Linked DNA regions of Mus musculus: region 2 is linked to region 1. Evidence: chromatin contacts called from public HiChIP or PLAC-seq data. All regions are on one chromosome and are shown on one strand. The core of a region is the stretch at or near the end of the contact, and the rest is flanking DNA. Distances in the headings are between cores, read along the strand shown. Region 1 overlaps Nsmce2 (NSE2/MMS21 homolog, SMC5-SMC6 complex SUMO ligase). Region 2 has its middle 32 kb from the start of A1bg.

Region 1 (2,934 bases), core at 232-2,731:
TTGTGACAGGTTGCTGTGGGCTATGTCTCAGACTTTCTGGGAACAAGCTCTTCAGTTGCTTTTAGGGCTTACTCCAGGGAGGGTCTGCAAAGCTCTGACCTTGGCCTCCATCACAGCAATAGCTGTATTTGTGTGTTAGTCTGAGAGGCAAGCAAGCACTAGATACCTTTGGCACAGGGCACAGACAGAACTCTCATCAAGCTATTGATGCTTTTACTCATTCAATCCAGGAGTTGAGTGGTGCTCCAAGCACTGAAGAGAACTGGTATTTAAAAGTGATTATTATTGCTGGTTTGTGGTTGTTTTTTTTTTTAATTAAAATAAATTATTATTATTTTTTTTTTTTTGCATTTTTCTCCTTTGAGTCAGGGTCTCTCTGTGTAGTCCTTGCTGTCCTGGAACTCATATAGAGATCTGCCTGCCTCTGCCTCCCTGATGCTGGGGTTAAAGGTATGGACCACCATGCTGGTCAGGTTGAGGTTTTCTTTGATCTTCCTGCTTTGGACTCCTGAGTGCTAGGATTATGCTGTGACATCACTCTCAGCTGTGACGGAGATTCTCGAGTCTCTACATGATGGGATTTAATGTTAGGGAGGAACACTTACAAACCAAACTCTGCGTGAGTCTGCTGGCTCTTTGATGAGGGTCCTGGGAATCAACCTTCTGAATGAAATCTCTCTCTATACAGACCACATTTCTTACCTCAGTCTAAAATATTAGTACAGTGGACATGAGAGATAATAAAATATGAAACTGGAAGCAACATCTTATCACCACATCCCAGCAGGCACCCTGATGGCTATCAGAACACTTTTAGAAACGTTTAGGGGGCAAATGAATAGCTGTAATCCCTGGGAAACTATAATTAAGCTCAGGGTTTATATTTGGGCACTCTGAATTTTCATATACATGTCTATGTTTCTTGAGGTCAGAGGCCAACTCCCGTCTTATCTTTTCTCTGCCCCTGCATCTGAGCACTTTATACCTAACACATACCATGTATGAACTGCATTATGTTTCCTGTGTGAGTCTTCCTGGCTGCAGCTATTATTCCTCATAACTCATTCTGAAATCCCCACCCCATGGGCAGGAAGTGGCAGTTATACATTTCAATGTACAATGGGCACACGCCCTTTACGCTTTTCACAGAGGCAATGAAATGACCCGAACTCTGGTCAGTTACAAGATTACTGGTGGTCTCTATACAAGCAAGGCCCAATGCTTTCCAAAGCTCTTTCAAAATGACTATCTCATCTGATACTTACATCAAGGCTTCTAAGTGAACAGTGAGCAAGAGCATTTCAGAGAGGAGGGAACTGACCCTGTCCCCCCTCAAGCCACATAGCTAGTCGGTGAGGTCTGGGGAAAACTGACTTCCCTCGTTACGTCAGATTGTGGAGCCGAAAGCAGCTAGTTCCAAGTTCCCAAGTGCCTGGCACAGAACTGGCACACAGTACGCTCTGACTGTCTTATTTACTGTTGTTACCTAGTACCTAGAGCAATACTTGGCAGAGGGAACAATGAATCATGGGTAATACAAGCGGGTGAATGAGTGACTGACAAGAAAAAGGGAAGGCATGACTCACGTGCTTGAGCCGTACAGACTGGAGTTTTCAGAAAACTGGACAAAATTGGCTTTGTGAGCTTGTCAATGTTTCTACACTCTTTCTGTACTTCCTTATCTGGTTACCTTTAAAACTTCACTAGATGTTTTCTCCTGTTACAGTTAACCTTTAAACTTCTCGGTTATGAAATCTTAAGGATTAAATATTAGTTCTGTTGAAAACATTTAATGGCTCAGACAAGGAAAACAAAAACAAAAAATAATCCCTAAGTGTAAATACATTATTTAAATTTCTAGGATTCAAGATACTAATGCCAGGGTTACTACTAAATCTGCTAATCTGCAGGGAGCGCATCTAGCTGCCGACACTGAAGGGCTAGTCAGGCTGGAATGTACTAAGTAGTAAAGTGCTTGCCCAGCACCTGCCAGGTCCTGGGTTCAATCCCTAGTACCACCCCAAAGCCCCGAGCATAGTAACAGTTGTACACAGAAACAGAAAACAGCAAGAAAGGTCTACCCAGATGCGTTGATAAACAGCACAGTCTTTATGATACTGACTCTGGACCAGACTTGAGTATGCGACTGTAGTTCCTTGAGAGAACACCAACCAGAGCTTTAGTATTTCTAACCTGAATTGGCCACCCTCTCATTTCTTGTCCCAGATGAACAAAGATGGGGCTTGCTGGCATGAGCTTGCTATATACTGTAGCCACACAAGAGTGACTATCAATGTTGGGTGACAGGCTCTGGACAAAAATACGTAAGTACTAAGTCAGTGTCTGTAAGTACCTGGTCAGTCTCCCCCACCCCCCCAACCCGAGCCCACTGAAACATAAACATAACTTCAAAGTCACTGGACACTCTTCTCTGTATGCTTCAATCAACATATCTGGCTCTGTCTAATGTCTGGTTCTGCCTGGAAATACACGGGCAGCAGGGAATTCTTGGAACTAAACTGTGATATAGCAAAAGGACTGGCTAGATTCAAGCTCTCATAACAGAAGATGGTCATGCCCAAAGTTCAACATGCAGCAAGCAAAGAAAACCCCAGAACTGGAGAAGCGCAGTTACGTTTAACCTGTGAACCAAAGCCTGCCCTACAGTGCAGTCACCCTTCAGTTAGCTGCTGTCTTGGTAGAGTGCTATGACTTCATCTTTATCATCTGGGTCCATTCTGAAAAACACATTGTCATAAAGGGCTGACACTGGTGACTGAGGTACCAGCCTCTCCCAGGTTAACTCACTAAGGGCCACTCCCTCCTGCTACACTGATTCACCACAGGGACATCATCTGGATTCCTTGACCTAGAACTCAACCTGAGGGGAGCAGCAGATGGACTCCAACTCTGGCTTTAACACTGACTCTGGCC
Region 2 (2,934 bases), core at 217-2,716, 1.4 Mb before region 1:
CCAAAGGTTTCTGCTTTGGCTCTACATTTACTTGGTGACAGGACTCTGAAACTCAGGTGCCTCCCACAGAGATTATTATGCAGAAATTATTCAGTAAAAAAATACCATCTAAGACCTGTCCAGATCAATCGAGCTCTGTCCTGCTCTCAGACTCAGTAGAAACTGGACCCAGGAGAAATTGATGTGTGGTTGCTATGTGAGGATAATATGGTGTAAGCCCTAGTGGTACTTACACTCAGCCAACACAGACACGTTTCTGATGCTTCCATTAAGCCCACTCCCCCTTTTCAACCTAAAAGCCAGCAATTGATGCTGAAACCCCAAATAAAGCTTTTGCACCTCTGCCAGACTCATCACCTAAGGGACTCCATAAATAACTGCCCCAAACTCTGGGATGGGATGAAGAGACAAATCAAAGGCTTTCTACTGGTGGGCAGAGCAAGTTGAAGCAGCTCTCTCATCCCGACAGCTGCTATTCTCCTTTCATGGCTACTTCTCCCAGTCTCTGCTTTTATGTGCCATGCAGTAAAATCAATGTCATTGATCTTTGGAAACAATGGAGGCCTTTACCCACAGAGACAAACTCATTTTTCTCTTTCACACAAGGAACCATGCTTTATAGTCAAGTTCATATGACTTATTCACTCAGCATTGAATGTGTGCTCCAACTCTTGGTCAAATAGGGTCTCCTTGAAGACTGACATATGACTTAGCAATGTGTATTACCCTCGCCTCTACCAGGACTAAGGGAAGCAAGAACTTTACTTGTTTGTTTGTTTGTTTGTTTACTTTGGCAGTAACTGTACAATTTCAGCTATTTGGTTTTATTTTTAAAATTGCCTAATTTAGGAGACTATGATGACATTCCAAATGTGTTTGTTTGACATGTTTAGTAAAAAATAAAAGCACATGATCAGAAATATTACACATACGATGACAGATAAAGTCTTTATAGAGAAAATGTGTCTGTAGATTCAAAGTCAGCTATTATCTAAATAGTCCTTAAGTTCAGATAATGAATAAAGCTTTCAATTCCTTAGACATGCCAAAAGATACAGGGGCATAGAGATTTAAATTTTAATTATGACCTTTGAAACCTCCCTCCAAAAAAATCCCTTCTTTCAAATCCTAGCTCTATTATTTTCTAATTCTGCATTTGATATATCAGTGTGGTTATCTGCACCTCTGTTTCCCCATTTGTAAAATACAAACAATAAAGACCTCATATAACTATTGCAAAAGTTAAATCATTTATGGAAAGAAATACTTAGCATGTTTCTTCTGTGTAGAGAAGCAATAAAAAGAAATAAAAAGGAATGGCTGTTAAAGGCCTCCTGAATTATCTTTGGTGTTTTATAAAATAAATAGTAAGTGCACAGCAATTTTTAAGAGCACTTCTACTCAAAGCGATCACTCCTCAATGCTGTAGAAACCATGTTTGATGAATTAGTCACTGTAGTCACATAACTATGGAAACAGCATACACATGGCCAGCCTCACCCTGTGGGAGTCATGGGAACTAAGTTCATAGTTCAGGTGTCTGTGGGGAACAAGAGACTTGGAAAAGCTGCCAGACTTTTTGGTGTTGGTCCAGTCTATCCCCAAGATCCCTTTTCATCTCATAATCACCTGGAAAGTGACACCCCAGAAGCGGAAGACAAGACATTTAAACATGAATTCCTCATCACCATGCATTGAAGCAGTAATATCTTAACCTGAATGTTTTCCCAACTGACTTCAAAGCCCCTGGGATCCTTTATCGGGCCTTCATCACCACCAATGAACACCATCAAGACTCTAGCTTGCAGAAGGTGATAACTAAATATTTGTTGATGGAATGATTACTATCTTTCAGAAAGGTGCCAAAAAAGCTTTGATGGCAGACAGTAAATAAGTTATTAACAATGGTGGACAGTAGCAGTGAGCAAAATACTTCACCTCTAGAGTGCACTATCTTATATCTTGTAATCCAAATGGGATTGTGAGACAAGACATTAGGCTTTAGCAAAGAGTATCTGAGACAGTTGTGGCTCAAAATGTCAGCTGTTTGAAAAACAAACAAACAAACACCGTGCATCAGTTCATTTTTCACACACTCATGCACACACTTATACCCATGTGCAAAGACATCCATGTCTGCACACACTCCTCAAAGAAGTGGGCAGCTTAACTGAAGTCTCATTCGAAGATTAAGAACAGACATTTAAAATCGCAAAGAGGCACAATCTTCAAAGCCTCCTGACCTGATTCCAGGAATCATAAATTTACATAAATTAAAATATTGAAATCATGATTTTTCTAAGGAATATTCCCAAAACAATTGCTATATTTAAAATAATGAACAGATTGATGGCATCCTCAACAGAGGCTTGCCCATACATTCCCTTTATGTGGCATTTAGCCTCCATGTATTAAAAATAGACAGATTCCCACCCCTTGACATTGGCTTAATCTTAGTAAATCCATGAGCTGGATAGCTCTGTTCTTAAGAGTAACCAGGAAAGCTTGGGAAAGTGTGTGGGAACTCTGCTCTGAGACCTTTACTTTACTAATGTTCACAGAGTCAACCATGAGAGAAACATGAAACATTTATCACTCCTCTAGGTTGAAGGACCCAGTTTAGCTACCAGAAAGGGCTTGTCTCCCTTCATTAGCTTTGCTAAGACATTTATCTGAAAACTGCCAATTGCCACAGCAAAATGCCAACTTTCTCGTCAAGAGCATTAGCCTGCACAAACTTTCAGACCTTTTCCCCTAGGATCCATATGTGAATCTTATGAGTCTAGATGTCTGCCTCTACCCTTTCATCTTCTCTGGTCTCTCAAAGCTAAGCCGGCAGCTCAAAGACATCAACTGAAAATCAGAGAACCCTGTCCCACGGCTCTCTTGGTTCTTTCTGGTTGGAATCTCTCACCTTGTTTGCTTTATCCCTGG

The links. HiChIP or PLAC-seq counts read pairs in DNA pulled down with a chosen protein or histone mark.
Region 2: an HNF4G HiChIP or PLAC-seq map of pancreatic cancer cells shows a contact between it and region 1. The contact joins two enhancer-like sites. A contact is called at or near these places in 1 of 115 datasets of contacts at active chromatin or transcription factors (pancreatic cancer cells) and 1 of 9 other capture datasets (embryonic stem cells).

The regions. Positions count from the first base shown.
Region 1 is chr15:59,510,253-59,513,186 of GRCm38.p6, reverse strand. All of the region lies in intron 4 of Nsmce2 (NSE2/MMS21 homolog, SMC5-SMC6 complex SUMO ligase), which reads right to left. Among named protein-coding and RNA genes, the nearest start is that of Gm36677, 110 kb to the left of the region's middle. Within about 2 kb of position 1,481, at least 99 of the 459 cell types and tissues checked have an H3K27ac peak or open chromatin away from gene starts, as enhancers often do. A contact at or near this core is called in pancreatic cancer cells, where this site is marked.
Region 2 is chr15:60,887,478-60,890,411 of GRCm38.p6, reverse strand. No RefSeq gene overlaps it. Among named protein-coding and RNA genes, the nearest start is that of A1bg, 32 kb to the left of the region's middle. Within about 2 kb of position 1,466, at least 10 of the 459 cell types and tissues checked have an H3K27ac peak or open chromatin away from gene starts, as enhancers often do. A contact at or near this core is called in pancreatic cancer cells, where this site is marked.